Linked DNA regions of Mus musculus: all the other regions are linked to region 1. A link is a contact called in public HiChIP or PLAC-seq and promoter capture Hi-C data. All regions are on one chromosome and are shown on one strand. Each heading gives the region's core, a stretch centred on a gene start, on an enhancer-like site or on the middle of the called end of the contact. The rest is flanking DNA. Distances are from core to core; before and after follow the strand shown. Region 1 holds the start of Ppm1k (protein phosphatase 1K (PP2C domain containing)). Region 2 holds the start of Tigd2 (tigger transposable element derived 2). Region 3 holds the start of Fam13a (family with sequence similarity 13, member A). Region 4 holds the start of 8430415O14Rik (a long non-coding RNA gene). Region 5 overlaps Fam13a (family with sequence similarity 13, member A). Region 6 holds the start of Herc3 (hect domain and RLD 3).

The links. Promoter capture Hi-C pulls out the DNA fragments that hold promoters and counts their contacts. HiChIP or PLAC-seq counts read pairs in DNA pulled down with a chosen protein or histone mark. Capture Hi-C pulls out chosen DNA fragments and counts their contacts.
Region 2: a contact with region 1 is called in a promoter capture Hi-C map of pre-B cells. The contact joins the promoter of Tigd2 here to the promoter of Ppm1k in region 1. A contact is called at or near these places in 8 of 39 promoter capture datasets (the 3T3-L1 cell line, the C10 cell line, hippocampal neurons and 4 more), 1 of 484 Hi-C or Micro-C datasets (CD4 T cells), 2 of 115 datasets of contacts at active chromatin or transcription factors (astrocytes and thymic regulatory T cells) and 1 of 9 other capture datasets (adipose tissue).
Region 3: a contact with region 1 is called in an H3K27ac HiChIP or PLAC-seq map of microglia, with 6 times the contacts expected there. The contact joins the promoter of Fam13a here to the promoter of Ppm1k in region 1. A contact is called at or near these places in 4 of 39 promoter capture datasets (the 3T3-L1 cell line, cranial neural crest, liver and 1 more), 1 of 484 Hi-C or Micro-C datasets (cardiomyocytes) and 2 of 115 datasets of contacts at active chromatin or transcription factors (microglia and pancreatic cancer cells).
Region 4: a contact with region 1 is called in a promoter capture Hi-C map of hippocampal neurons, with 3 times the contacts expected there. The contact joins the promoter of 8430415O14Rik here to the promoter of Ppm1k in region 1. A contact is called at or near these places in 4 of 39 promoter capture datasets (the 3T3-L1 cell line, 3T3-L1-derived adipocytes, hippocampal neurons and 1 more) and 1 of 115 datasets of contacts at active chromatin or transcription factors (astrocytes).
Region 5: a contact with region 1 is called in a promoter capture Hi-C map of hippocampal neurons, with 4 times the contacts expected there. The contact joins the enhancer-like site here to the promoter of Ppm1k in region 1. A contact is called at or near these places in 3 of 39 promoter capture datasets (hippocampal neurons, liver and pre-B cells) and 1 of 115 datasets of contacts at active chromatin or transcription factors (astrocytes).
Region 6: a contact with region 1 is called in a promoter capture Hi-C map of liver. The contact joins the promoter of Herc3 here to the promoter of Ppm1k in region 1. A contact is called at or near these places in 3 of 39 promoter capture datasets (cranial neural crest, hippocampal neurons and pre-B cells), 3 of 484 Hi-C or Micro-C datasets (CD4 T cells, cerebral cortex and embryonic stem cells), 8 of 115 datasets of contacts at active chromatin or transcription factors (astrocytes, cardiomyocytes, embryonic forebrain and 5 more) and 2 of 9 other capture datasets (adipose tissue and liver).

The regions. Positions count from the first base shown.
Region 1 is chr6:57,533,515-57,538,741 of GRCm38.p6, forward strand. Ppm1k (protein phosphatase 1K (PP2C domain containing)) reads right to left here and starts at 1,973. Exons shown (of 7, transcript NM_175523.5): 1 at 1,766-1,973.
Region 2 is chr6:59,206,096-59,211,322 of GRCm38.p6, forward strand. Tigd2 (tigger transposable element derived 2) reads left to right here and starts at 2,775. Exons shown (of 2, transcript NM_001081145.1): 1 at 2,775-3,086; 2 at 3,244-5,227. The coding sequence starts at 4,055.
Region 3 is chr6:59,022,442-59,027,668 of GRCm38.p6, forward strand. It overlaps Fam13a (family with sequence similarity 13, member A), which reads right to left and starts at 2,061. Exons shown (of 18, transcript NM_153574.2): 1 at 1,871-2,061. The coding sequence starts at 1,899. It overlaps Gm52905 (a long non-coding RNA gene), which reads left to right. Exons shown (of 2, transcript XR_003956447.1): 2 at 3-2,469.
Region 4 is chr6:58,962,174-58,967,400 of GRCm38.p6, forward strand. It overlaps 8430415O14Rik (a long non-coding RNA gene), which reads left to right and starts at 3,026. Exons shown (of 4, transcript XR_001785268.2): 1 at 3,026-3,481. Fam13a (family with sequence similarity 13, member A) reads right to left here. Exons shown (of 18, transcript NM_153574.2): 8 at 2,888-3,035.
Region 5 is chr6:58,929,562-58,934,788 of GRCm38.p6, forward strand. It overlaps Fam13a (family with sequence similarity 13, member A), which reads right to left. Exons shown (of 18, transcript NM_153574.2): 18 at 3,975-5,227. Among named protein-coding and RNA genes, the nearest start is that of Nap1l5, 25 kb to the left of the region's middle. Within about 2 kb of position 3,125, at least 82 of the 459 cell types and tissues checked have an H3K27ac peak or open chromatin away from gene starts, as enhancers often do. A contact at or near this core is called in hippocampal neurons, where this site is marked.
Region 6 is chr6:58,828,321-58,833,547 of GRCm38.p6, forward strand. It overlaps Herc3 (hect domain and RLD 3), which reads left to right and starts at 3,145. Exons shown (of 26, transcript NM_001361966.1): 1 at 3,145-3,612; 2 at 4,082-4,216.

The DNA.
Region 1 (5,227 bases), core at 723-3,222:
GATGTTTTACTTGCTCAGCAGTTTAACCCCTGAGCTTTTTCAATTTCATTTTTGGAAAAAGGAGTCCTATCTCGATAGCAGGTTTTGGCACTGGAATCTGAATGTCAAAAACTATTCAAAGGGGAAGTTTATTATTATCACTTTACACAAGAACTCGGCAGGATTAACTGACTGAGGGTTCTGGCAGTCAGCAGAGGGCTTGGAGTTTCCTCCCTCCAGGAAGCTGGTGAGGTAACTAGAAAGTGGCACTTTGGTATTTTTCCATAATGGAAACACAAGATAATTTTTGATATGTATGTATGCATACATACATGTATGTGAGCCCGGGGGAAGTGCAGGCCAGTGCAAGCAGGCAGAGGCCTTTAGTGGTCAAGCAACATCATCGGCCCGATTTTTAACACTCTTAAACTCCAAATTTCTTTACCACCATCAACAACAAAACCCCAGTGCACCCCAATAAACAACTAAAATCATCTGAAAACCTCAGAAATGTATTTTAGGAAATCCGCACTCTTGATGCCTTTATCGCCTTTTAGGAGGAAAGGAAATGTTAGTTTACTGGAGAAAAGAAAACAACAAAACGGTCAATAACTCCCTTCGGTTGTATGTGAGAGTCTGTTTTCATAGGCGAAGTGAGAATACAGTATTGAAAAGTAAGTGTTACTCAACTCTGTGAAGGGGGTGGGTTGATGTAGACAAGGAAAAAGAGACTCGGATTGCAAGAAAAACAATTATAAACAAGAGCCCATTATCCAAAGCTTCCTATTTTATGACATTTGTCATACAGTGTGGTGAGCTGGTTTCCAATTTCCACAAGTTCCAACACACACTAGAAGGGCAACACAGCCCCTTCCGCCAAGCCCTGCAGATCTCGATCTCAAGAGAGCCCCAGGTTTCCTCACCAGGGCACAGGTCCAGCAGAGGCTACATCTGCTCTGCCGGGTTGACATGCACATTGGGGGTTGGGGGCTTCGCAGTTTCTATTCCTGCAGCTCCTACAACGAAAACCGGTGGAGCTTTTGAGAGTCGAAATTTCCTAGCTATTTCTACCCAGAGCCTCAATCTTTGTCTCCTCCGGGTAAATTCTCTCATCTACAGAAAGCGTCTGCGAAAACCTGCGCCAGGAGCCACATGCCCCTAAGATACAGTGCTCTCCTAGCAAAGCAAAACACAAGCTCTCAGATCCAAACGACCAGGGCTCCGCAATCCTTCTCTACACCAGTCCCTTTGCAAGCCTGGGCTGGATAGAATCGTGGGCTGGTTTGCTGGCCTTGAACGAAGCTGGACGCGGCAGGACAACACTCTCCTGAGCTCTTGAGATCTGGCATCCCAAGTTCTTAGGCAGCTATGCCTGCTCTCGCGGGCAGGAGCGCACCAAAGGGTCTCGCTGCAGTGAATCAGGGTTCTGTTATCTTTGCTAGCTTTCTCATTCTCTCCCTGGGACCCCGCCCATCTTTCTATCCCTGCTTCCCTGGGGCTCACTATCAGCCCGAGGTCAAGTTCAAGGCCGACCAAGGCTGCTTTGGGGGAGCCGGATGCTCGGGCGCAGCCACCGTGGGCCTAGGCGAGAGCAGCTGCTTTCCACTTCCAGAAAAAGGGAGCACATCGAACCCAGAGAGATGCGCGTGGGACTCGGTCTCAGACAGAGTAAGCTGCAGGAACTCATTTCATATTTCTCTTTCGCCTTCCCGGGGACCTCCGGAGACCGCCAATGTCTCGTCAACAACCTAGGAGAATAAGCGAATTAAACTCCTTAGGCTCTTACCTTGTGATGGGTAGGTGTCTGTAAATTTCTTAATTGGCTAATGGAAGGAAGGGAAGGATTTCTTGGATGATAAACTAGACTGACTTCTCTGTTGATTATGATCTCCAGAACAAGCAATTAGGGAAGCCACAGTCTCTTCCACTCCTGGAAATTCTCGGAAAATAAAAAAAAATCAACCGCAGCTGGCCAAATGGAGACCCGGAGGAGTGTATTTCCGATGATTGACAGCAACACTAGCCAGTTGGTGCTCTGAAAGACTCTTTGCCCGCCCTCAATCTGAGCCAATTACAGATTTAGATAGGAACGAGCCTCCTGCACAGGCAATTTGACCTCTCAGATTGCCAATTAAACGCCGTAGAGCGACGTCAAAGTGGGCCAGTAGCTGTTCGACGTTGGCGCCCCGCCCTCCTGATGGGCCTGGCGGCCTCGAATCAGGCACCAGGGACCTTGCTTTTCGCCAGCCACTGGAGGAGGGAGTTTCACTTCTGCCAAAGTTATCTTAACTCTGACCCAAGAAATCGAGACTCGGACAGCCACGCTTTGCTTGAGTGTAGCACTTGTACGTCATCCAGTGTTCTTTGACAAATCACAAACCAATGTTCTTCGGACTGCATTAACAGGCATCTTGGGATGGCTCGCGACTATCCTGCATGCCAAAAAGATTTCCGTCTTTTGAAGGAAGCATTGCCTTGGATCTGGGGGTCCAAACTGATTCAAATAATCAGATAACTGCCTTTAGAACCTTCGGTCTAATAAGGAAGATGAGGAAGCAAGCCAACAAATAAACAGTAAAAGACAAATCACGTCTAAAGAGGGAACGGCTCAGGTGTGGCTGGAGAACACTGGGCAGCGGATTTTACCGCGCTGAATCTAGTCAAGGCAGGATGGATCTGAGCAGAAGACAATAGCAGATGCCTTTCAGGCTGTATCAGCACACTCCCGGGCAGGTTTCATGCACAGGAATACTGGTCAACACTAAATTGACTCCATGATTTTTTATGTGTGCGTGTTTTGGTTTTGTTTTGATACTTTTTAAGTCTTTTTAAAAATATTCATTTATTTATTTATTTATACACTGTACACTATAGCGGTCTTCAGACACTCCAGAAAATGGCATCAGATTTCATTACGGATGGTTGTGAGCCACCATGTGGTTGCTGGGGTTTGAACTCGGGACCTTTGGAAGAGCAGTCAGCGCTCTTAACCGCTGAGCCATCTCACCAGCTCCCCCCACCTCCACTTTTTAAGTCTTAATTGGGTTGTTTTTGTTTTGATTTTGGGTTTTTGTTTTTTTGTTTTGTTTTTTGTTTTTGGGTTTTTTTTTTGAGACAGAGAGAGAACATACATAAAGTTGAGTGAGTAGTACGGAAGTGGGGAGGATCTGAAAGGAATTGTGGAAGGGGAAAGAATTGCTCAAAATGCATGTATGGAATAAGTTTTAATTAAAAATATTCTTAAAATTAATAATTAAGTTGTGTTGCCTAGTTGCACCTCCTGGTCCAAGAGCATCTGGAGACCCAGTGCATTTAATAATAATATGTTTCGACAGTGATATTTGTGTTAGTGACTCACTAAATCTAACAATGGCTTATGTTGGATAGAGAATCAATTTTCATAAAGCTCTTGAAATTGTTACCGGATCCAGCATATAGACAGAAAAGTGTGCATATTGAGTGTGGCTCAAGAGATCTTCACAACATACAGCCTGACTTTATATCTAGCACCTGATCAAGAAACAATGTTTTTAGTCCCCAAGGGACCCTTCATCCTGCCGGGCATCCCATTACTGCTTCTGTCCAGGGGCAGCCTCCACGCTGACTTTTAACACAGTAGATTAATTTTGTCTTTACACTTGGTATGTATTAAACCATAACCTACACATACTTTTTGTTTGTTTGGCTTCTCTGGTTCAACAACGTATGTGTAAGATGTATTTTTTCATGTTGCTATCAGAACACATACTACTCTTCCAGAACGCTGTAGTTTGATTCCCAGTTCATGTGTAGGGCAGCTTATAACCTATAACTCTGGGGGTTCAATGCCTCTGGCCTCCAAGGACATCAGCCCTCTTAGGCACATACCTACACACTGACCACACCCATAGACATAATTAAAAATAATGAATCTTTTAAAAAAAAACAAAGAAAATTAATTACTATCATTTGTATTTGTAACTAAGGAAACTGGATAAAGAGACTGAAAAAGTGGGCTGAGGCACTTAGTTTGCAAGAGGTTGAACTGGGACTACTTGGCTATGTCTCTCTTCATAGCCAGGCTCTCCGCTTCTTTCTCATGAGAGGTAAGTGTGAAGACACTGAACTCATATTCACTATGCAGTACTGCCCAGAGCCTTTCTCTCTAGAGCATCTTTGATGTCTTTCCTACACGCACTGCAGAAACAGCACCACCTAATTCTGAAGCATTTACACACCCAGGCCTTTTCTTTTATAGACTTTCTGGTGAGATTTGTTGCCTGTTCTGTTTTTAGGACTGATGATGATTTTGTGCTATGTGAAGAGGTATAAATGTGGCCTTTGTCAGTCTGTGATCTCAGCAGATCTCTTTCTCTTGCAGATTGCTTTGGTATTTTTCAACAAGAAAAGGAGAGGGAGCGAGTTCCTGTGGTCCAGGGCACATCCATCCAGTCATAGTAGCTTGTAGACAGAGACTTTACTCTCCTAACGTACAAATCTTACTGGAGAATTTAGGAGGAGGAAGTGAGCGATAGGTCACTATGACCCTTATCTACAGTAACCTCACAGTATACTCTGCCTGCTCCTGGGCTCCATTGGGAAACAGCCTTCTGGCAAAAGGCTTTGTGTATCAGTCACTTCAAACAGGCTAAAGGTAACTTTACCTAATTCCATGTTACAAGCAGAATTGCAAAGCCATCCGTTTCTGGTTTTCATCTCCTTTTCTAAGGAAAGAGTTTGCCCGAAGGCAAATCTGATAGAACTCATCTCACAGGCATGGTTATATTCTACTCTAACTGAACCAAATTACTTATTTTCCCCATTTCAGAGCTGCAGGCTTCAGTAGGGCTCTCTCTCCTTGCTAAACACAGCAGAGCCGAATATTCCAGTGGTTTTCGGCCTTCCTAATACTGTGTGACCCTAAAATACAGTTCTTTGTGTTGTGTTGACCCCCCCAACAATAAAATTATTTTTGTTGCTACTTTATAACTCTAATTGTGCTACTGTTATGAGTCATAATGTAAATATCTGTGTTTTACGATGATCTTAGGTGGCCCCTGTGAAAGGCTCGTCCGACTCCCAAAGGGGTCACAACCCAAAGGCTGAGAACTGCTGCAAAGTGTAGTATTGCACACCTCTTTCCCTCTTTCTTTTCTCCTGCTATGGCTTTGATGGGATTATAATAACTTGGCTCCCGGGACAGGGTCAACAGGATGTGGGCCTAAGTGAGAGTGAACTGCTGTCTCTGTATAATAACATACATATTTTA
Region 2 (5,227 bases), core at 1,525-4,024, 1.7 Mb after region 1:
TACTCACTGATAAGTGGATACTAGCCCAAAACCTAGGATACCCACGATATAAGATACAATTTCCTAAACACATGAAACTCAAGAAAAATGAAGACTGAAGTGTGGACACTATGCCCCTCCTTAGAAGTGGGAACAAAACACCCATGGAAGGAGTTACAGAAACAAAGTATGGAGCTGAGATGAAAGGATGGACCATGTAGAGACTGCCATATCCAGGGATCCACCCCATAATCAGCTTCCAAATGCTGACACCATTGCATACACTAGCAAGATTTTACTGAAAGGACCCAGATGTAGCTGTCTCTTGTGAGACTATGCCGGGGCCTAGCAAACACAGAAGTGGATGCTCACAGTCAGCTAATGGATGGATCACAGGGCTCCCAATGGAGGAGCTAGAGAAAGTACCCAAGGAGCTAAAGGGATCTTCAACCCTATAGGTGGAACAACATTATGAACTAACCAGTACCCCTGAGCTCTTGACTCTAGCTGCATATGTATCAAAAGATGGCCTAGTCGGCCATCACTGGAAAGAGAGGCCCATTGGACACGCAGACTTTGTGTGCCCCGGTACAGGGGGACGCCAGGGCCAAAGGGGGGGAGTGGGTGGGTAGGGGAGTGGGGGTGGGTGGGTAAGGGGGACTTTTGGTATAGCATTGGAAATGTAAATGAGCTAAATACCTAATAAAAAATGGAAAAAAAAAAAGAATGGAATAAGAGAACCTATATTTGCTAACTGACAATAATCAAGGGAAATCATAACTACATAGCAAATTGATGCCTTATGTAATCATTATTATTTAATAAATTCTTACCCTGTGGAAAGACAATACATGTCTAAGCTTTTGACATAGCATGCCCATGACAGTTCATGTGTGTGCACATGTGTGTGTGCTGCAGTTGTAACATTCCAGTTTGGCACTACCACTGTCATCTTGAAGAAAGCAGCTGAGGTTCAGACTATGTTATTCGTTCATAGAGAGAAGGAGATGCTCACCAGGCTCATAAGGCACCCACAAAATAGGGCTCTATTAATATTCCCTCATGGAGGGCGTGGGTAGTTCATGTGGTCACAGGTCTTGTAGGGTTCTAGAGGCTTGACAGCCTTTATGATATCGGCATCTGGCTTTTGTTCTTCATGAGGTTACAGAAGGGGTAAACAATTGACTGGGGGTAGATTCTACAAATACTCATCAAACACACTATGGAGAAGGAAATTAGCTTCCAAAAGTGGGATGGGCAAGCAAGGCAGGATTTTTTTTTCATTTTTTCTTCTTTAATACCATAGGCCACAGTGACCCCAGGAGGCTGGAAGAGAGGAAAGCCAGGCAAACTTCCGTTTGGCTAAGAACAGCCTGATTTCTATGAGGTTGGCAGTCTGAAAGCTAGTTCTCCTCTGTTAAGGAATGAACAGGTGCGAGTGTTTTTGCGCACTCCTTAAGAACGAGAAGGGAGAAGGGAAGTTTTTAAAAGCAATATGAATGAAATTGTTCTTTACTAGGAATGGTCATTTGGAACCACTCAGATTGCTTCCTTGTAAGCTTGAAGCGGGTGAGAGTTATGGGAAGTCTACTTTCAGGCAAAACTAGGGCTTGTCCAAAGTCATCCATAGGACAGCAGAGATAGATCAAAGATCAAAGGATTTCCATCCAGCAGGCCAGAGAGTGGAAGGGTGGGACTCTGAGAATAGCAGCACAGAGAAGGCTTGGGAGACAAAAGAGGGCCAGTAATCAACATTCTTTCTCTGCAGAGTGAATGAATGCTTGGTTTGATTTCCCTCTCTCCTGGTGCTAGAATTCTAGAGAAACAAACAAATAAACAACCTCTTCTGAAACAGAATAATCCACATTAGGTTGTAGTTTGTGGAAGAAGGATTTAAAAACAACACCACCTAAAAAACTATTATGCAAGAGAGGGGCTCTACGCTGGGACTGGATACAGGTGGAAGTCTTGAAATTCCCCTTTGACAGCAGGAAGTGGTCCTTATATTCCTGCACCAGCATTAAGGTCATCAGTGCCGACCGTCATGCTGGCTGGCCTCTGGTATCCGGCTCTGTGTTGCCGCAGCCGCAGAAGAGGGCAAAGAGGCTCTGTGCACTCCCTGGGCCTTTTTATTTTTACATTTGATAACTAGATTTAAGAAAAATAACAAGTATCAAGTACAACCTTTAATCTCTTAAATTTCACAGTAGGTATTCCAAATATTTGATTTTTGGCTTTTGGTAATTATATAATTTTTCAAAAAACAAAACAAAACAAAACAAAACACCACAGTGGATTTAAGACTATTCATTTAATAATTTAACTTCATAAAACATCAATACTAAATTGTAACATTGTAAACATGATTAAAATATATCTTAAGCTACTGAAGAAAGAAAAAAGAAAAAAACAACATGATCCTCAAAACAGCACAACTCTCACTTCCTTGGACACAAATATAGGAAAATTACCCAAATGATACTAACAGAACAACCTGTTAGTTAGAAGATAACAGAAGAGAGTCCTTGAGGGAAGATTCCTGGAAGGTTACAGCTGTAAACTCATTAGGGCCTTAAAATATTCCCTGAGTCTTACCAGAAAGAAAACCTTGCTATTATTCCCTTCTCATCTGCAAAGTCCGGCCACCTAGAATCACCCTGCGTCGCCCTCTGCTGGTCTCAGCCGTGAGCCACACGCTGGGTGTCCGGAGGCGGAGCATTGGCCAAGCCCCGCCCCTCCCCCAGAAGCCGCGCCCCCGTCAGCGGGCTCGCCCGCGCATCCCGCCCCTCGCCGACAACACGTTCCTGCGGGGGCGCGCGCGCGCACCTAATCCCCTGCCTTCCGGCTCGGCCGCGCAGCTCCGTTGCGCGCTCGCTCTGCGGTGGCTGGCGGGGTCGACTTCGCTGGGGACTTCCTCTGCTGGCTCTGCGTTCTGGCCGGTCAGGCGGAGCGATGCCCGCACCCTGCTTCCCGGCGTCCCGCGCGCCTGGTGACCAGTCGCTCGCTGTAGGGCTGCGGCCGTGACCCTCTGCCTCCGACTTTCACCCAGCGTCCGGCTCGGAGCTTGCTGGCCGGCGGTCTCGGAGAGGCCCTGGTAGTGTCAGGAGGTAGGCTCTCAGCTCCCGGGTGGTGCCTGCGAGCGTTATTTGTCTATTACCTGTCAGGTTGATAGGTGGCAATGTCCTAGACACAGTTGCAGGGGTAGGTATGAGTTATACGGTGGACTGATACTGAAAGGAAAACGTGTTTGGTATTTTCCTATAGGTTTCAAAGGCTCGAGTACCTCTACCACCCCAGCAGCTACTTCTGTGGTCATGGAGATCTTCTTGCACCAGGATTACTGTATGGTCTTCACCCAGCCTACCACCCCCTAGTTGCAGCCTTGGGTCCTGATTTCCACCAATGAAGTTTTTTATCCTTTCTTGAATCATGTGACATCACTTGTCCGCTGTTTCCCTTTCAGTTGCCATTAGCAATAAGTTCTTTTTGGTTTAAAGTACTGAGTTGTTTGCCTGTCCACTTACATTCTAAGAGGTGAGACAGCTCACCTCTGCTCGCTGTGACTTTCATAGGTACTCATCAAGAGTCCTTGCCTTGAAGAGAGCGTTCACTCACTTGGCTGTCTGACACAGACATCAACAGTCAGGCTGTGAGGCTTCCTGCTCCGTGTTTCTGTCTGTTAAGTGTGCAAGCCCGAGTAAAACTGTTTTCTTGAACGTAGCATAAGAAAAAAAGAAAAAGAAAAAAAGACCCATGGTAATGGCAAAAATTGATCATCATGAGAATGTTTTAGAAACCTCGGTAGGACAATATTGATTCAACTTAGAGCTTTCAGTAAGGCTGCAATTTAATGAAAAGAGCAAGGAGGAAGAAGAGAAACAAGGGTTATCTGGAGCTATTCGTTGTCATAGGAACAGGTTAAGTTCTAAAATGCAAAGGGAAAAACTCGGACTTTCGTTGAAAATTGTTATAACATCCAAGTCTTAGGGAACAGCTGAGGACTCTTAAGCCTCCATTTTCTGGTCTCTTTGTGTTCAAATCTAAGTTGTTAATTGTCTAAAATAATTAGACTAAAATGTTGGGGAAACGTAAACGTGTGGTCCTGACAATTAAAGACAAACTTGACATTATTAAGAAGCTTGAAGAAGGCAACTCCTTCAAAAAACTTTCTGTCCTGTATGGAATTGGTGAATCCACAGTTCGTGACATTAAAAAAAACAAAGAGAGAATTATAAACTATGCCAACAGTTCAGACCCAACTAGTGGGGTGTCCAAGCGTAAATCCATGAAGTCGTCAACGTATGAGGAGCTTGACAGAGTGATGATAGAATGGTTTAATCAACAGAAAACAGATGGCATTCCAGTGTCTGGAACGATCTGTGCAAAGCAGGCTAGGTTCTTCTTCGATGCATTGGGCATGGAGGGTGATTTTAATGCCTCTTCTGGCTGGCTTACTAGGTTTAAGCAGCGCCACGGTATTCCAAAGGCTGCAGGGAAAGGCACAAAATTAAAAGGGGATGAAACTGCTGCCAGTGAATTTTGTGGTAACTTTCAGGAATTTGTGGAAAGAGAAAATCTCCTACCAGAACAGATTTATGGTGCTGACCAAACTGGATTGTTCTGGAAATGTCTACCAACGAGGACATTGGCTTTTGACACGGACCAGAGTACTTGTGAATATAGGACAAGCAGAGAAAGAATCATTATTATGTGTTGTGCAAATGCCACAGGTTCACACAAGCTTAATCTCTGTGTTGTGGGGAAAGCAAAAAGACCCCGTGCATTCAAAGGTACTGACCTTTCAAACCTCCCTGTCACTTACTTCAGTCAAAAAAGTGCATGGATCGAGCCATCTGTTCTCAAACAGTGGTTTGAAAAGTGCTTTGTGCCACAGGTGCAGAAGCATCTGAAATCCAAAGGGCTTCGAGAAAAAGCAGTACTACTTTTGGATTTTCCTGCAGCACATCCAGCTGAAGAACTGCTGAGCTCAGATGATGGCAGAATAATTGTGAAATATTTGCCACCAAACGTCACAAGTCTAATTCAACCTATGAGCCAGGGAGTTCTAACCACAGTCAAAAGATATTACCGAGCAGGACTTATCCAGAAGTACATGGATGAAGGAAATGACCCAAAAACATTTTGGAAGAATTTGACTGTGTTGGATGCAATTTATGAGGCATCAAGAGCCTGGAACCAGATAAGATCAAACACCATAACCAGAGCGTGGAAAAAACTTTTCCCTGGC
Region 3 (5,227 bases), core at 811-3,310, 1.5 Mb after region 1:
AGTTTCAAGCACTCTGGCACTGAAACCTTGCACGAGTCTATAAACTCTCTCCTTTGGGAGCTTGAGGATGGGATCCTCAGCAATGGGGATCATTTCTATAACAAACATGGAGAACAACAGCCAAAGACATTGGCCTGAGATCTGAAGAGAGACACCCTGCAAGATCATGAGCGATTCGGCATAAACACTTAGACTCACAAGGGACCTCTGTGCAGAAAGCCTCATCATACACACCTGGCCGTTGTCTTCAAGAAGTGTATAATCAAAAGCAGAAATAAACTGCAAGTGAAGATTGCCAGGGGATCAATCATCCCTGCCATGGGGCTTGGAAGTAAGGGGACATTGAGTGCACAGTGAGCTGGTGAGGAGTGACCAGAGAGACAAAAGTCATGACTCAGCATTCTGCAATGCACACTGAGATTTCTAGTTTCACTATAGCGACCAACAATGTAAAATAGTTTTCAGGAACTCACATGGTCATTTTTGCTCTACATAGCAGGCATTCTATTTTTGTGTAGCTACAACAGGGCTTAGTAATGGCCAATACTTTTTATCTAAAACATGACCTGCTTAGAGATCTTGAGGACCGACATCATTGGAAGGACAAAAGTTCCCAACCTAACAATTAGATATTAAAACTCCAAAAAGTGTACATTAGTTTTGTTCTCTTAGAAATTTCAAGCATGGGGACTTTTCCACCAAATCAATGTAGAATTATAGATTACTCTACACAGCACTTTCTTCTACATTAAGTATCAATTCTCTGATAAGGTACTCTGAACACCACATCAAGTTCCTATTACAGTGGACATGTCAGGACAGCAAAAGAAAAACAACCACACTGGCTCTCACCACAGCCAGCCTGAAGGAATCTCTTTACCAAAAATGATACACTTTTAAAATCATATTTCTGTTGCTAAAGCACAAACAAAATATACATGGGATTGTTTCTTTTCAGTAAATTCATTTCATCTAAGTATTTTCAATAAATTGCCATTACTGTCTGATTTTTGACAATACCATTTTCCATAGAAAACTGTAAATGAAACATATATATGAAGTCAAATGTCACTATCACTAAGTAATTGCAATTCAGATGTAACCATATGATTAGCACAAGTCAGTTTTTAAACTATGAACTGTGACCTTGGGCGGCTCAGACTTTCTGTGGGGACAGGACTCAGTGATTTCTGTAGTGGCTTTAACACACAGCACTCAGCACTCGGGTCTACTTCACCAGCAGTGTGCTTCCTAACAGCCAGGGCTATGTACAGTTAGTTACCTTTATTTATTTCTATAGGACTCAGAGAGACACCCCACCCCCTGCCCCCATCACAGTCCTCAAAAGCAAAGCCAGAACCCTGTGCTCTATCACTCTTACACAGCATTTTTTTTTTCCTTTTTGGTTTTTGTTTTTGTTTTGTTATTTTTTTCCAAGCGTCATTTGGGTAACCAATCTACCTAGAATTATTCAAGGAAAAACATTGTTCTCAACCTTTATTCCGATAACTACAATATACTTGAAGAAAGTCCTTGCCTAGAGAGCAGAGAATCAGATCCATCTATGAGCTCTAACAGCCTGGAGACCCAGGAAGCCCATTCAGTTTGCTTTGCTTCGGTTTGCAGAGGTATTGTCTTAAATACACTTCCCTTAAAAGAAGGTATAGCTGAACCCAATAATCATGAGCAACTACACAAAAGTGTCAGTGAAAGAGAAGTGCGCTATTTAAATGTTTCTATCTGGTCTGAGGAAAGAGCACTGTGCAGAACAGACTGCAAGGTTTGCAGCCTGTTACTAATGATGCCGAGAGCACTGGCCAAGTACGCTGCCCAGAAAATACCAAACAGCATAAGAAGCAGAGAACACTACCTTCGCAGCGGCATGATTTCACAAGCCATCCTCGTGTGCGAATCTGCACGGGATCCCCGAGTGCCTTCCAGTCAAGCCCTGTGTGCAGGACCCGCGGAACACACAACCTGCTGCAGCTGACACTGCCTCTCCACCTCCAGCTGCAGGCAAGGATATTTATCGGCTGCCTCCACATTTACACTGCAGTCCACTTTGACCTTTTGTTCCAGCGAAGCAGCTGAAACCCAGAGCCAATCAGAGGCGGAGCAGTGGAGTGTGAAAGGCTGCTCCTCCTCCTGATCCTCCTCCCGCTTCTCCCGCTCCTCCTTCTGTCCCCACCCCACTTTGCTCTGCTCGCTGCTTAGTGGGCTTGGCAAGCCCCAGCAACCTGAAACTTTCCTCTGAGAGGTTCCAGACAAGTCTGTCAGTCTGTGAAGAGCAACCAATAACTGCAGAGGAGCCCAATCCTGCATGGCTCAAAGTGCAAGAAAAGCCAGCAAGGAAATGCAGTGTCAAGGACAGACAGCGTCCCTTAAGGTCCCGTTTCTTTGAGGCCCAAGTTGGACTGCACCTTGTTTTTTTCTAAAATAAATAAACAAATAAAAACTACCCAAACAGTAGCCAGAGAAAGCTTTTCCAGATTGTTCTAGGCTTTTCCTGACGAAATACCTGAACCCTTGCCCTACCCACAGTTTCTTCCCCAGATACTTATTTACACTAGGTTGTGAGCAGTTCCTGGTGACATCACTCAAGGGGAAGAGGACAAGGTGCCCTAACTGGATTCAGGTCTTCAGGAGATCAAAACATCTACTGGTGTGGCCCTTCTGTTTGTTGTTTTTACATTCTACCCAAAATGTCAACTGCACTTGGAAGAGATTTGTTTCTTATTATATATTCTTATATTTTACAAAACCAATTTTTCCAATAAGATTTTCTAAGTGCTTGTAAATGATCTTTTATTATTTTGTATCTCACATATGTGTGTGTGTGTGTGTGTGTGTGTGTGTGTGTGTTTGCCTGCATCTGCATGGCATGTGTGACTGTTGCCTAAGGGGGCCAGAAGAGGGCATTGAATCCTCTGGAACTAGAGTTACAGATGGCTAAGTGGCCATGCTGGGAACCAAACCTGGGTCCTCCAGAAGAGCAGCCAGTTCTCCAGCCCCTGTAATTTCTTCAGGGCCACTCACTATTTCTAGGGAAGTAATTGTAGTTCACAGGCTTCATACAATGCAAGAAACACATCTTGTACAATTTATTTCATATTATGCAAATTTAATAAGTTCTAACACAGCCTACTTTCGCATTAACCTGATACAAGCTAGAGTTACATAGAAGGAAAGAATCTCAATTGAGAATAGCTTTTAAGACCTTTTTCTTAATTAGTAACTGGACGGGGAGGGCCATTGTGGATGGTGCCACCCTGGGCTGGTGGTCCTGTGTTCTATAACAAATCGAGGTAAGCATGTCACGATGAGCAGGCCAGTAAGCAGCATTGGTCCACAGGTTCTGCATCAGCTCCTGCTTCTAGGTTCCTGCCCTCTTGGAGTTCCTGTCCTGGCTTTTTTAAATCATGAATTTAATGTGCAAGTGTGAGCCAAATAGTGTGTGAGGGCGCGCATGAGCGTGCGCGCGCACACACACACACACACACACACACACACACACACATTTGCTTTCTGGTCATGATGTTTTCATTGCAGTAATAGAAACCCTAACTAAGACATATTGCAAATTAAAATTACCTGTGCTTATAGAAAACATTTACATTTTAGTAAGAGTTTTGATAGTTTATTAAAATAACCTTGGCATGAAGGAATACCTTCTGCAAATAAAAGGCAGAGACACCCACACACAAACACACACACATACAGAGAGAGAGAGTCAAAAATCCTTACGTGTTCACCTTGTAACTATGAACTTTGATCTTAGATTAGAGAGGACATACATTTCCCCCATTTTAACTAGGATAGATTAGTGTAAAGCCTATGACTAGAAAAGCCATTTTCTTTTCCTCTAGTCATACCTTGAAATCTATTAAGGGTTTCTGGTGGGACTAATAAAAAGCATGCCTGATTCTTTTCATTCTCAAAGGCTTAGAGGACTAATCATTTTGCTGCTGTTGTTGTTGTTATTTTATAGTTTCATTGTCAAGAAAAGTGACCTACCCTAGCTGTGTTTTGGTTTTGAATGCATGTATGTAGGTAAACAGAAGCACCAGATGCCCAGCAAAACATTCTTAAAGCTACATCTACAGCCACCCCTAGACATCAGCTAAGGAATCCCAGTCAGAACTATAACACTAGAGTCACTGGTTGAAGATTTCTAGGCAGAACACCCTCTCTGTTCTCTCCACAGATGAGCATCTCATTAGCTGCCTTTACTATTCACATCTCTATGTCACGACATAAGTAACAGCATCCCGTGTTGGAAATAATTTACCCTAAGGACACAATGACTTGACCCTTGAGCTGTGTTGTTTTCTTCTTTTCCTTGTCACAGAGTCAGGGGCCAGTGTGACCCAGGCAGGGGTTTGGGAAGACATTGAGATAAACATGCTTGAATCTGAAATGGGAGCTCCAAGTCCTTTCTTCTAGGCAAGCTTCTCAGTGAGTTTAACCAGCACAGGATACTGTGCCAATGTGGCATACATACAAAAGGCATTTTCTGCTCTGTGAAACTGAACTTACTTGTTATATTGGACAGAAAATTTGCTGCTGGATCTTACCACAATTTGGTTGGAGCAAATGTACCTGTACTCCTTATCAACCTGCATAGAAGTTGTCCAAATGAATCATATCTGCTGGGTCACTCTTTGGGAACAGGAATTGACAAGCCTCAGAAGGTGATGACTTCAGCTGTTGTTTTCTTTTTAATGCATCTCTCCTACTGTAACTGAGAGGCAAAAGCAACAGCAAGAGTACCCATGTAACAGTGCCATGGGGCTAAAACGAGACCAGATAAGTATAAAGCAATGCAATTTTGGGGTATGGGAATGGAGAACATTCTATATCAGAGGAAAATGAACCTAGACATGCCAGGCAAAGAAAGCAAGCACTAAAGCACAGCAGAGCCTACATTGCCATTATCCATTCTCCTATGTCTCCAGGCAGGCCAATCCAGCAATAGCTGAATTCCCACTAACAGTAGACTGTCTAGAACCTGGCAATTTATCCCTTGAATTTCTGTTGGGTTCTGTGCTTTACTGATATTCTACCCTAGACCACCAAATGAAGTGAAAATTTCTGGTTTCTTTGGATAAGCAGTTATGTCATGCGATGTCTTCCTGGAAGCTGTCTTTTGAGTATGGTTTGCTGAGGCAGACACTTGAGAGGACGCACAGTGTTTGAGTATAAGTAGAACCTGACAGACAGTGCATTG
Region 4 (5,227 bases), core at 1,776-4,275, 1.4 Mb after region 1:
CTATTACCTACTAAACCATCTCACCAGTTTCTCTTCGTGACTCTTAAATACAATTTCTCTCCAAAATTGTTGTCCGTTGTAACAACTGAGAAAAATTAAACATTTTGTGACTTTTTTTTTAAATGTTCTGTTGTTTGTGGAGGCTCACACTGGTAATTCCAAGGCCAGCCTGTGCTACAAGGTCTCACCCTGTAGCACAGGCTGCCTTCAAAGTTATGGTGATTCTGCTGCTTCACACATATTGGGATTATAAGCCTCCCTACATTGGGATTGTAAGTGTGAGCTACCATTCCCAGGTCAAAGTGTTCTTTTAACCTAATTTCAGGGCAAATAAAATAGTTATGTTTAAATATCATACACATCAACATGCCCTTTAATTGCACAATTCTAATTACCTTTCAATATCAGAACAATGCCTTTGATTATTTATGTATTCATTTAACTTTGGAGAGTTGAAACCCTAACACCAAAAAGTATAACCGCATGACAGATTACATAACGTACCTTAAAAGGTAAAGGCACGGCTGACTGCAGGCTAGCAAGCGATGCGATGGACACTGTGTTTACTTTTCAAGGGTTTTGTTTTGTAGACTATGGAATCTACTTACCATTTCAATCCTTTTCATTGTTTCCTTTATCCTAAGCTTAATATCTTGGAGAACACTATTTCCGCAGCACATACAGCAGGGGTTTCTACCTCAGCCATTCAGGCCACCCCATATCAGGTGACCCTTCCTGGCTCCACATCAGATTGTGACCAGGTCAGGGAGCAGTCACACAAACCCAGAGTGTCCTTCTACACTGTTTCTTTGAGGGGGATGGAGGCTGAGAGTGGATATTTGTCTTACAGTCTCGTGATTATTGCTTCCACCTTTATATTTTCTTGTCTTGCTTATGTGGGCATAATTTAAACTAGTGTGAAGTTTGTTGGCTACTAGGAAAACATCTTTCCATTTCTTAAAGAAGCCGTAGATGATATTGTAACCATCAAATTCATTGTTGTCATTTAACCTAGCTTTACACATTGGTTCCTTTATTTTGACTATACTTATGGCCATATTCCTATTACAAAGCAGTTTGGAAATTAAAATATGTAGTTTTAAAGGGGTTAGTGAGATCAGTAACCAAACTGCCAAAAGAACCTTGAAAAATAAATCCCTGTAGATTTTAAAGTTGTAGAAGGTCAACAACAAATGCAAATATAATGGGGAAAAAAAGAGAATAGTCACAGCAATTCACCAACACAAGTCTCATGCCCAAGCCAGCCTGTAAGGTGTATTTTTCTAACCTTGTGGAAAACATCCTGCCCAGCCTTCTAAATAAAATGCTGCTTCCTTTACACTTTTATTCTCTGCAGACAAATTCTTTCCTGGAATGATTTCTATGAAGCTCTACATCAGCTTCTAACCACTCTGAAGAGCTTGTTCAGGGTTATTTTAAGTTATGTGTGTTGAGAGAGAAATTTACATTTGTGATTAACCAAGAGAAATAATCAAACTGAGTCTATTTCAGGGGAGGAGCAAGGAAGAGACAGTAGCTCATTTGAATTCTGGATTCAGACTCTTCTTTTTATTTAAAAGCTATATAATAGCCCATACCACTGAACTCAAATACGGTATTTATTTATCTGGGCTTTTGCTTTTATTTGGGCAACAGTGATCTCTCTAAGACTCTTAAGGTTAGAGAAGCTAGATTGTTGCCAATTTATAGATTAAAAAGACATATGCTTATTTCAAAGTGGTCAAAAATAAATGTCAAACCAATAGATATCCTGAAATAGACTAGTTAAATTTCACATGAAGCAAGTCAACCATGCCCTCTTTTGTTCTCTGAATATTTTGAGTTGGAATGATCTGAGAAAATTTCAGATCTGCTGCCTAATTATATGAAAACAACCAAAACAGGTTTCTTAGATTATAGGGGGAAAACATGAAAATTAAGCGGTCTGTTCTCACAGAGCTCCCTAGGTCAGGACAATAAGTAGGATAGCCTTTCACCCTGTGGGCTCTTCCCATGGACTTTTGATGATTAGATGAGAACTGAGGAGTGGGCAAGGATTGGGACAGGGCATACCCACACAAGCAGGGCTGCTTTTCCTAGTTGTGACTCTGTTAAGTCATTATGGGCATTCGGCTGCCTTACTAAAGCCAGGAGCCCATTTCTCTCTATGGCCTTCAGGCACACACTAGAACAGTGACACAGATTTGAGTGTAGACAGAGGGATAGAGGAGGCAGCTTGAACCCTCCCTTGATATAGTTGAGAGAAAGCTCACTTCTTCAGATATCAGAGTAAATTTCTGATGTCTTCATCAGAAGGCTCTAGAAAAGAACAAGCTAAAACCATGTCAGAGGTCTTCAGCAAAGAACTGCTTTCAATCAATGTTCCCAATGATGTGTTAACCAGATTTTTAAAAAAATGTATACATTAAAAGATAGAAGAGAAGCAAAGAAGAATATCTTTCTTAAAAACTTGGAATGTATACTTCAGGAAGTGAATAATGTAGTGGAGTGTGGCTGGTGGGTAGCAGGGGCTAGCTAAGGCATGAGGGTAGTGGGTGAGATGGTGGGTGGCTGATTTTCTGGAGTGTACCACAATCAGGGCAGCACTCTTGGTGGCTTAAAAATATACTGCAAGGTGACACCAGGACAAAGAGCCTGCATATTTTCCTTTCTTGTATTGCAACTACCCTTGGCAACACTAAACAGCATGTTCCTATGCCTGGTAAGGGATTTTGTCTTTTTAAAAATTATTATTAATAGAAACCCAGTTTCTTCTGCATGCATGGCTCATACTCCGATCTGCACAGGCATGTGGTCACAAACCTTGTATATACTTATTCATATATGCTTTTGCAATGCAAAACCCAGATTGCAGATGATCACCTACCTTCCCAGGTCTTCTCATCGCACAATGCTGTCAGGTCCAACTGGGGCATATCTGGGACAAAGCTCTCCTGCTGATCTTCACCATCTTGATTCCTCTGCTGTTTGGTGTCAGATAGACTGGGATGCTCCTGAATCTTCATCGTGGGGTTCTGAAAAAAACAGCACAGTGTGCCCTAATAGCTACTGTTCACCAAAATGCAAAAACATTTGCATCAATCCACGCCTTCTAAATGCAACCTCCCAAGCCACAGCTGCTAACATTTCCACTGCAGAAATAAAAAACAGGGCTTGATGCCCCCTGGGCACTATCTGGCTACTCTCATGCAAATAGCCACTGTCCATCTGCCAGCCTTTAACTTTTCTTCTTGGAGGGGAGAGGCAAGATGATTTCCTTAGGCTGCTCCTCCAGATAACTCCAAGCAGCTGACAGGTCTTGAGTGATTACTGACTAAGACCGGAAAGAAGGAGAAGGAGTTTATGTTTCTTAAAGGAGCATGGCCCATCGGACGGTAAACAACAACAAAAAGCTGGCCACGGTTGCTAAGGCTGTGGCAGCAACATGGTGTGTCTGGCAAGCGGTGGCTTTGCCGCTTAGGTAAACATTCCTGCAAGGGAAAGGGAGAAGCTGGGGCCACCACAGTCTTCTGAGCCTTCAGGCTTAGATCGATTAAATGGGGCTGTTTTCTCTAGAGTGTGGGGAGAACAGACTATTTATGGAGGCGCTCTCTGGGTATTAAAACATTGTTGCGCAAATTCAAATGGCTGGGGTTTGGTGTTTCATCTCAGCTAGCTGTGAGAAACAGACCCTGAAAACAAGCCAGGGATACAGGGAGAATGATCTTCCCTCCGAGTAAAAGTAAGAGCTGGCAAGTTGGGGATGTGTAATTTTATCCTAAAAATACGCAGTTGTCATTGTTTTTCTATTTATTCAGTTAACCTTGAATACTAAAGCTGCATTTGGCTCTGCCATTGGTGGTACTCACACCTGGCTAGGAAATGATGGAAGGGAAAAACCTTCCCTAAAATGCAGATATTTAAGCTAAGTTCTTTTGTGTATGTGTGTGTGTTTAAAATGGCAGTTAAATGAATTCTTTTGCAACAAAATTGTCTTTGTAACTTGTTCTCTTGGCATATTGTAATTTAAGCTGTTATAGCTCTTCTAGCGTTCAGGAAATCATAAATGACTGTGCTTAAATATTTTTACTAGAAAATGTACTTTTCATGTAGCATAGATCTGTACAAAATATTTTCTCTGGGGGTAAATGAACATTTATTTTTAGTTATCCTATCATTAATTAGAAAAAAAAAAACCAACAAAAACATCTGGAAACCATAAGTGAATTCACTAATGTAGGAGATGTTATACTTAAAATAAAGAGCTATTTAAGCCTTCCATCTCCTTTTAGTAGCTGTCTGACCCACTTTGAGATCACCCAGGGAATTCCTGGTGCTTTTGTGCTATTCTGTTTCTCTTGAGTGAAGCATGAAGACTGGCAGTTCTTAACATGGTGAACAAAACAATACTTCAATACAGTCACAATGAGCAGTAACATTACAAGAAATACCAAGGTCTTATACTCTAGGGTAGTGGTTCTCAACCTTCCTGATGCTGCGACCCTTTAATACAGTTCCTCATGTTGTGGTGACCCCCAACCATAACATTATTTTGTTGCTACTTCATATCTGTAATTTTGCTACTGTTATGAATCATAATGTAAATATCTGATATGCTCTAGGATATTCTGAAGTTGTTACCTGTCTACTGGAAAGCAGTCATATTACATCAGTCACTGGTTCTGTGAGTTTAGCCTAAGTGGACCAGGGATGAAAGGTTCAACCTGGTATTCAGATTTCAGATGTTTTAGGGACAATCGGTCAAATTTTTGTGTGAATGTATGGGTTTGTGTGACTATAACTGTGTAAGACAGAGAGATGGACATGCATATAGTAAATAAGTATTTCTCAACAATCTTTTAAAGTTCCTGTGAAGGTCTAAAACATGATAATCAAAGCCTGCAGGCCTACAACACACACACAAAAAAGACAGCCAAGCAGAAGCCACCATTCCTTCTGTTGTTATATGGCACCATGTAAAGACCAATGAGTCATATGCTGGGTCCCCAAAATGAGCACGTATGACTGGATTTAAGATAAAACATGTTACATCAAAACATGGAACATGTTTATGCATCAAGGAAAAAAAAATGAACAAAGGGCCACGTATGTGCTTGCCATGAATCAGCAGTCACAGTTGACTCAGGCAGTAGGTATGGATAGGAAGAATGCAGAAGAGGTTCTGACACATAGGCACAGGCAGAAGAGGGCCAGGGTGAAAGCAAGC
Region 5 (5,227 bases), core at 1,875-4,374, 1.4 Mb after region 1:
GGCCTTCTAGTAGCTCAGCCACATGTTTGTTCTGGTGTGAGGAGTACTCTCTCGCCTTCCTCACCGCGCCTATTATACACAGGGATTGTCAGTGTTTCAGAAGTACCAGCTAAAGAAAAATATCAGTGTCTCAAAAATGTCTTATCATGTAGTAATCATGCCCAGAAGGAGGGTCTAAAGATTGATTCATGTTTTTGAATGGCTTTTGAGAACTTCAGAATTTATGGCAACATATGACTTAAACATACATGGGCTCTGCTGGGAATCTGAGTGGTCCAAGGGATTTGCTTCTCACCATGTTTTCTGCAATGCTCCCCCCCCCCCCCCGTGGTAATAAGCCGTGTAGCTGGAGAGGAAAGTGAGAACCGAGCTTTCAGCACCTCCGGTCCTGCCAAATACCCCCTGTCTGCATGCCAGGGCTCTGAAATGCACTAGGGAGTTCTGATTTGGCTTAGTGGGTATAAGATTCTACTGTGTAAGTTCAGCCTTGGCAAGCTGACATAGCTTAGAGATAACACTGGTAAATTTTGTCTTACAAGATGCTGAATCCATCCCAGAAAAGCAATGATGAAGCCATTTAGGTCTCACTTCCCTTCCCCAGTGAGCCCTCCCACCATGGGCAGGTCACATTGCAACATTCTGTTTGGGCCACCAGCTTTGTGAAGCGCAAGCACTACATGGCCAGGGCAGAGGGCGAGGCGAACATCCAGAATGCGTCCAGTCTTTGACACAAGCGGTAGACCTGTGTGAATTTGAGCTCACTTAACTTTTTGGCTTCGTCAGAAGGATCAGCATCTGCTCTGTGGGTACACAGCTTGCTCTGAAAGCACGACCATCTGAGTTTGGATCTCCATCTCTTACATAACATCTGGGAATGGCTGTGCTCCCTCTAACCCCAGCACTAGGAGAGGAAACAGCAGGCAGATATCAAAAAGTCCCTGGCGGTTGAGCTTGCAGTTCATTTAGAGAGTCCTTGTCTGAAGGCAATAAAGTGGAGAATGATAGGAAGCCTGTCCTGCTCTGGCATCCTTCATTGTTATACTTACATGTATATACCATATGTAATGCATGAATGCATACACAAAGCAACTTCAAAATATTGAAGGAATCGGGGTAACTAAATACTACCTATCATTTTTTCCAAGTTTATTACTTTGCTTCCATTGAAGAACAACTAAAGTACTTCAGGTGGGCTTCAGTTTTGGAATAATGGAACTAAATATCATCGCTGTACTCTGAAAGTCACTCATATTTTCACAGTAGAACAAGGTCTTTCCACCGAGGTCATTTTACTCACTCGAAGTATATACCACATGAGCAGTATGAGTCTTACTCCCATGCCTTTTACCCCTGGAGTCCTGTGTTCCCTCAGCCACAGGAGGACAGTCCTGTGCCTACAATTGAGACTTCCCTTCAGGCAGCTGTGTGGCACTTGGCCTGCCAGGTGACTCAGAAAGCTGAGGTGTTCGCACAGATGCAATGCATGTTCTCCAAACTTTTGATTGTCCCTGTTTAATTTTAGAACAGTAAATGCCTAAACTCTGTACCCAAGGTGGCCGAGTAGACTTTGGAAAGGTACTTAACTAAAGAGAATTCTCCTTAAGCAGAATTTGCTTCGCTTCTGCACCCCTTCAGCTATTTCGAATAGTCTAAAGGCAGCTGGTAGAAAGGACCACCTGCTTTTCCAGTTTCTGCACTGACTACCACACTCGTGTGCACAATTTGCCTCTCCTTGTAGGGCCCTTCCTTCTCTGGAGACAGAACAAAAACCTAATCCTCCTGAGGCTTCGGAGGGATGCAAATGAGCCAGCATTGGATCCTACAAGAAGGGAAAGGTCACACCCCATCAGCAGTGTAGTCACATGATGCTGACACAAACTTCAGAGCTTCTACAGTTAAAAATAATTTATTTTTTAAATACAAAATGCAGTCATGTGTAAAAAAAAATGTACACAATGGTTTGAATTCAATTTCTCTTTTTAAAGGACATTGGTAATTTAAATATTTTTCTGATTATATTTCATGTAAGTATTGTTCTGGGGCCCATATTAGTGACATTTTACCCATTTCTGTGTATTTTTTTTTTCATGCTTCAACAACGTGCCAACAAACTGATTGCTTGGGCCATGCACTTGACCCTGGCTGGCACCATTCTGGGAACCATGAACCTTCAAAATAATATGGAATTGTCAATGCACATAGACTTTCCCTTCACATACACATGAATGTGTATCTACAATTCTGGCCTTCGTTTATATTCATACATGTGTTATAATCATGGACCACTGCCAGTGATATGTACAGTGTTGGGTATGTGCATATTACCCTTATTTGGAACATCCCATGTTGGCTAGCATTTGTAGCCATGCTGGTGGAGCAATTTGAAAACATATTGGCTTCTTTTTCTTTTTTCTTTTCTTTTCCTTCCTTCCTTCCTTCCTTCCTTCCTTCCTTCCTTCCTTCCTTCCTCCCTCCCTCCCTCCCTCCTTCCCTCCCTCCCTTCCTTCCTTCTGTTTTTTTTTTTTTTTAATTTGAATGTTCTCTTTAGAGCATTTTAGGGTCAACTGAACAAAATTATATCAATGAAGGAAATTAAAACATTCTAGATTCTCCTAAGTAGCTTCAGCATTTGGGGTACAGTTTTGTTCCTCTCTACTGCTTTAACCAAATGGACACTGAGAAAACACCCCATGGGTACTGATCTCAGCAGGGACTCCACCTTGCCTCACTGGGGGTGGGGGTGGAGAGCACAGAGGACGTGAGTGTCCTGGAAGAAACATCCATGAAAGCAGAACAGAATTTAGACTGCAATTAGTCTTTCACACAGCATTCTGTGATGCACATACTGTCGACACCATCTTACCAAAGATTAAATCTCTTCTGAAAATCAAGTTTAAATGTATGACACTCCTTTTATGTCTCTGATGGTTGCTACATCCAGTTGCCTCTACTGAAAACTAGGAAGCCACTAGACAGACTGCTGTAAAGGGTATCGGAGCCATTTTTATTCTTTCACTCTGAGTCTTTAACTTACAAAGAATTGCAAGCGCAATACTGCTCACAGTTTAGTCAGCCCACAGTGCTCTAAGACAGTGTTGAGTATACCAGCAGGAACTGGTTCTAATGGTCCTCGCCTAGACAAGTCAGGTTCAGAGAGCAGAGCCAGCCTGCAAATGGCTTTTTCCGCTGCGTAGGTGTTGCATCAGAATGAGACAAAGTGGAAATTGCTCTCTGCTCCAGCCATGGCTGATAGCAGATCTGCTGTGAATATTAATCTTTTGATTGAAAGTAAGATTAAGCTTTAAAAATTGGCAACCAACCAGAAGAAATCTAGGATTCACAGTGAAGTCTACAAAAAAAGCAAAAACCTAGCTTTTTGATTTGAGATCTGACTTGATCTTGCACGGGGACCACTAAGCTTGTTCTAAAATGTCTACAGAGGTTTGTTAAACTTCAAAGCGAGCCTTTATCTGAAACATCGGGCCACCGAGTCTTAAAAAGTAAAGTCTGACCTGAATGATAAGAAGACTAAATGCCATAACGACAACATACTGAATAATATACAAATCTATTAGATGTTTACTCCAGACCAAACACGATAAAAACAGTTACTTTCGAACATTACATGCCTCTGCTACCCTGTGATCACAGAGTCAAGCTTACTCTTACATAACCCTCAGCACTTTTGTTGCTATGTGTTAATATATATGCACACTCCCAAGAGCCCAAAGAAAATCCCTAGTCTACAGCATTCTGTTTGTGCGAGGCCAATTAAGATGCTGCCTCTAGTGCTAGGAGATGAAGAGCTGCAGAGACAGTTGCCATGGAAACCAATTTTCCCCACATTTCCTGCAGAGCCAGAAACCGCTGAGTAATATGCCTTCCGAGAAGATCTGGCATAAACACAGCTCCCACCTTCATCTGGGCTCCATTTTATGAAGGAAATAAGTTAGAAATTATGAAGGAAACCATGGTATTCCATACATGATTTATTTTCCAATAACGTGGTAATTTATTGATCACATAAAACTGAATGGGGAGTCGTGAATAAATCTTAGTTCATTTACCTTTGGTGCAAAGGATGGATTTCAAAACATCTAATAGCTTCTCATTTGTATGCAGCTTTAAAGAAGAAATCTCTAGTGTATTCTTTTCAAAACAGTGCTCTTAAGCAGATGTGCTTTAAAAGTTAACTGGTGCTGATTTGAGTCATTCCAGTTTCCTTAGGAGATTAAGTACTTAAAAATTACAGACTAGATATGGATTTCCTTTTAAAAATACAATTTTTTTGGTCATGTGCATGATTCATGTTCAGGCCTCAAAAAATAGAAAACGTCCTACATTACAGAATTTTATTCATAGTATAACTCCTGGAAATCATAGCAAATGTAAACAGCAGAGCAAAGAATATCAAACTACATTTTCATGTACATTGAAATTTGTAGGATTATGTATCGTCTTTAAGTGTGTGGATAAAAACAGTATTTCCAACACATAGCTCATGCTTCTAGGGGATTGTTTGTAAAAGCAAAACTGAAGGAATCCTCCACCCACCCCACCCGTTACTGAAAGAGCCTCCTGGTGACAGAGCTACAGTGGGGGAATCAGTGCTGAAAATCATCTGACTGGAGACCCCCAAACCTATTTTATCATTGTAATTGGTGGTACAGTTTTCCATTCTTCTCATTAACATTGTGCCCTCTCGAAGGTGACTCTCCAAACAGAACAGGGTCTCTCTGCTGTCTGCCCAGCCTACAGTTCAGTCTCTCAGACACAGGGCTGTTGCACAGCTGCAAAACCAAGCCTGCACTCTTCCGGCGGGCGTGGTAGATGAAAAGAAAGAACACATCACAGGAATGACAGCAGGCACACAGAAGAGATGAATAATGGGGAGGGGGGTGTCTTAAGTTCCCTGGTCCCTCCAAAATGTCTAATATAGACAGCTTTGTGACATAGTCTTTGGGAAAAACAAAAACCACAGCATCAAAATGGGCCACACACCATTTTGTTTATGTATGATCTTGAAAACGGTGTGATCTAGATTCTGCCTTGAGAATGAGCTGAGCACTTAGGGCTACATCTTCCCCATCCATTTAGGGATTTTAGTGCAGATTTACTTTCGTAGAAAAATTATGCTCTGGTAAGTTTAGGAGACTGATACAGACTCCCTCTCTCCCATAATATTTTATATCTCATCTAATAATGAAGCAAGACTCCTTTGTTTGGC
Region 6 (5,227 bases), core at 1,895-4,394, 1.3 Mb after region 1:
TAAAAAGGTGAAAATAAAGTCTCTTTACTATTCCACCTATGATAAAGTTCCTAGGCTTTTGGCCCTTTTATAAGGAAGCTTACAGTACTCTAGTTATCTAGACATCATTTCTACCTCACTTCTAGGCTTGAGTCTTTGATAACAAACCTTTCTCTTCAATTGGAAAATTTACACAAAACCAACTAGATTCATAGCCCAAAATTGAGACTGATTATGAGCTTTATATCTGACACAAGAAAAAGGATCCTGCTGTTTACCATAAGTTCTCCTTGGTCATCTACCTAGTTCTTGCTAGTGATGTTTCTAATTGCATTTAAATCTTTGTAATATATTGAGCTTTCCCAACACTGCTACACATCTGGAGAATGAGTGATGACTCTTGCTTCTAGTGTTTCTAAAAACAGCCTTTGTGATTCATATTTCAAAGGTTTGTGGCTTTTTATTTATTTTTTAAAGAACATGGCCTTTTAAACCATGAGTCACAACCCCATGTGGAATCACATCACTGAATGTAAGGGTCACAAAAAATGTGTTAATTCTTGAATATGCCGTGACCAAATATTAAGTCAAAAGCACTCCCTGCCCCTAATTGCAGTTTTATATTTCATTGAAGTTTTGGTTTTGAACACACAGTAGCATGCTTTGCATTACAGAAATTGTTAAACCACTGAGCATACTGTTGTGCCTAATGCATCATCCACCAACACTGCCTTGAATAGCTCAGCTCAGGTTTGGGACTTTTGTGTATTGAACTACAATTTTTTTCCTGCACATCCAGTTTTCTGCTCTTATAGGAAAATAATGGTTTAATTACAGAGAAGAAAGACTTGATATCCACTTATTGACATTCCTGAACGAGTTTATATTAAATTAGTGAGTCTCGGGTTGGATTGTGGTAGAATGTTTAATTTAAGAAATTGAATTTCTGACTTGAGTTTCAGTTAAAAAAAAAATCATCCAATAAATTTTGATCTGAGCTCAGAACAATTTCTCATCATTTAAAAAATGACCTTAAACATACTTCAGTCATTATATATCATTCATATATATATGTGTGTGTGTATATATATATATGTATATATATATATAATATATATATATATATATATATATATATATATGCACAAAATGGCTGAAGTACAAAGTCAAATGGCTTTCTCAGCATTGATGCTTATAGAATCAAAGTGTCTAATTCTGAAAAACATTGATGTTGTTATCTGTCCTGGAGTGACAGGTATTTGAACAAGATTTAATTCCTCATGTAAAATAAATGAGCAATCAATCTAACTAGTATGTTAATTTTCTGTCCTCTTTAATAAATGGTGAAACTGTATGATAACAAAGAATCATTTTAAAGTTAAAATTGCTTATGATTTCAATGCCTATTTTATATGTTTATATGTAAAAATTTGGGAGGCAAAGAGAGACTACAAGTGGAGAAAGTTTACGAAACCTTGTCTTAGTTACCCCAAAACAGAGATTCTACTTCCTCATCTTCTTGGTTTCAGAGGTGTTTCAGTTATCACTGAAGATCCCCATGATGCCAACATCTCTGCCATATCCTCAGGATGTACATCAGGGCACTGCCATATCCTCAGGATACATCAGGGCACTGCCATATCCTCAGTATACATCAGGGCACTTCCTTATTCCTCAGGATACATTGGGGCACTGCCACATCCTCAGGATATTCATCAGGGCACTGCCATATCCTCAGAATATTCATCAGGGCACTGCCTTATTCCTCAGGATACACCAGGACAGTGCCATATCCTTATGATACATTGAGGCACTGCCATAAGCCTCAAGATACATCAGGGCACTGTCTTATTCCTTGGGATACATCAGGGCACTGCCTTACCCTGAGGACATATCAGGGCACTGTTGTATTTCTCAGGATATACCAGTCTCCTGCCCTATCCTCAGAATCTATCAGTCCTTGAGATTTCTTTTCTATTGGTTAATATGTTAGGTTTTCAAAGCCTGAAGACCTGATGAGATCTGAATTATTCTGGATATGTCAGATTATGAAATTTCTTCTACTTAGAGTCATTTTCCTTTTAAAATTTAATTAAAATAAAAATATAGCACTACCACTCCTTAAGCATCTCTCATGTGCTCCCCTTCAAATGAATGGTCTCTTTTGTTATTGTTACATATGGATAAGTCAGGATGTACTGAGGAGTCCCTTTAAGAGGTGCTTGTTTGTACATATTCTCAGGATTGTATATGCTGATATGGGCTCATGCCTTCACCTTAAACTAGTTTTTGGAGAATTTTGTACATTCTTTTGGGTTAAAGCCCCCATGTTCAGCGTTTCAAATTCAAGGCAGGCAGATACATCAGTTTACTGTTACCATATAGTTTTCTTGAAGATTATTTGAAGATGAGAGGAGCCGTAGCTGAGAGCATTTTTGGCCTTGGGAGAAGAAGAAAGCTTGAATATCCTCTTACAGGCCTGGGAAAGTGGAGCTGAAACTTCTATCCACTCTTCCCCACCCCCAGACCCCCGTCCCCCACGGGAGTTTTAGACCAAAGGTGGGGCTTTATGGTTTTAGAATTGGTGATTCTCACACTTTCTGTTTTCTTCAGTGTGCTCTCCTCTCTAGTCAAGCCTGACTCTGCACCACTGCGGGCCCGCAGTTCTTGGCCCCTGAGTGACAGGGATTTGGAACTACCCTCTGCTCTGGCAGCCACCTTACAGCTCACCATGCCAGTCCCAGTTCCCCCTCTCACCTCTGCATGAATAATAAGAACCTGAATTCAGAACCAAAAGGAACCAACCAAGCAACCAAGCAAGCAAGCAACAAACCCAATCGACCAAAACCCCCACACCATTGGGCATCGCTCCTTTGCATCCTCGCTGGCGAAAAGCAATTTTATTCCAGCAAAGGTTACTCCTGCATTCTCCCATTTTGGGTCCAGGGTCTTGCCATCTGTCTACCACACCTGGTTGTGGGTCCCTCAACCTCCAGTCACCTCCCAGCCGCCGATCCCACCGCCTCCCTGTCACCTCCCTCGCCCTAGGTCCCGCCCCCTCCAGGTTTCTTTCCCCGCCGGGAGTCCCGCTACCTCCCCGCCCCCTCCCGGTCACCTCCCCGGCCCCTCCCGCCCCGACGTCGCCCCGCCTTCTCCGCACCCGCCGCGCCCCGCCCCGCTGCCGCCGCCACCATTGGCCAGGCGGGAAGTCGGTCTCCCAGCTCATTCTGCGCCCGCGGGAGTGCGGGGGAAACTTCATTATTACTGTGACGCTGAAGGCCGGGGAGGCCCGAGCTGCCTGAGGGCTGCGACCGCGGGGTCGGCGCTGCGGACCCGGGTGCAGGTGCGGGCGGGGCGGGGATCTCAGGGCACCGAGCCCGCCGCACCCGCGGAGGAGGGGGCTGGGCTGTCCGCAGCTCCCTGTCGCCGAGGCGCCTCCCGGCTCTGCTTAGCCGCTTAGCCGCGGGCGGCGGGTGACCTCCCTGCGTGAAGAGCATCGCGGCGCCGCGGCAGGGGAATTCGCGTTGCGGCTGGCCGCGGGCTCCTCCCACCCAGCTGGCGGGCGGGGCTCGGGGACCTGGTGTCTGGTGCAGACGCCGCTGCGGCCGAGCCGACGGCTGGACCCTGGAGCAGGTGTGTGGACTGAAGGGCTGGACCTGGGGAGACTCGCTCGTGCTGCTGCCGGGAGCGTGTGCAGCTCGGGGCCCCAGGGGAGGAATGCTTGAACTTTGCTGTTCCTGGCTGTTTTCTTTTAGAGTTCACACCTGCCCCACTAGGAAGTGCCTTAAATTTTACCTAAGGCGTCGAAGGTTTTACTGGGATTTGTCTCATCCGGGGTGCTTTGGGGGAGGACGATTCAAGTGATATCTTCCATTTTTTATGTGCCTTCTGTCTCTTTCCACAAATAGGAAGCTATTTCTAGAACCTTTCATTTGATAATTTGATAAAGTGAACTGATTTTTAGCTTTAGATTGGAAAGACAGGAAAGAGAAGTAAAAAGGATTAGCATTTTAAAATGCAGCCAGAGCGATGTGGTACTTTCAGAGGCAAATGACAGTGTCTCTTCTTCTTTTTTTTATTCCTTTCCACGGATATAAATCAGAAAAACAAAATCGGTGGCTTACTCCAGTTTTGACCCCATCTGAGAAGTTAAACTGCAGGAATCAAATTAGATGCAAAACTCCTTTGTCGTGAAAAATAGAAGCATGGTTCACTGTTAGCCAGTTGGACTTGTTCAGTAAGTAGTGGGGTTTCATTGTGTTAAAAAAAGAACCAGGAGTCCAAAAATGTTCTAAACTGTGTTGTAGAAGTCATTGGGTATTGCATTTCATGTTGCGGGACAAACTTGAATCTCTTAAGATCTGTATAACCACTTAAAACCGTCTGTGTAAGTAATGAAAGGAGCGCCCCAGCTGGAGACAAACAACCTTGCACCAGTTTCAGAAATAAAAGTGATAGTTTCCTAATTGAAAGGGATTCTCTTACGAAGGTAGAAATGATGTCTGAAACTCATTCAGGACCACAGACTATATAATGGCTCATACTAACATAGCTGCTCCGTGGGTGATCTTATCACATCTTAATGCTCCCCTTTGCTTTATTTGGGTGACTGGAGGTGCCTGTCTGTGACTTCTTGTGTTGCACTTAGAGGATATGGTAACAGGGAGAAACGAAAGTAGCAGTTGCGGTCAGGTAGCTAGCTAGCTAGCTGTGAAAGATACCTAGAGAAGTGAACAGCAAAATTGAATTATTTTTTTTTTCAATAATTTCTGTTCAATCTATCTATATAAGAGATTTGAAGGTAGTGAAAATTTACTACCCCTATTAAGTGGCAAGAATTTTATAAGGTTCTCTCTATGACTTTAGTCACAGTAAAGGTGACTAACTTGATCAAGGTTGGACTGAGGTTATCTTAACCAAACCCTTATCCTGATATACACTGAAGAACGTTCCATCTTGAATGGCTAAACACATTCTTCCTTTCAGAAGTTTACTCAGGCCTTTCTTCCCCTTTTTCTTTTTGGGGTGGAGTCATGCTATATGGTATAGACTGGCCTCTAAGTTAGGATAGCCCAAGCGTATGTTGAACTCTCAGTAATCCTCCTGCTCCAGCCTTATTAGCCCTGGGATTACAGGTGTGCACAATCATTCTAGGCTTATGTATTTTTAAGCACTTAGCAGAGTCCTGTTCGGAAGTCATTTCTTTTAACATGTAGATCCCGAAGCAGAGGTGGGACAGTCCAAATGC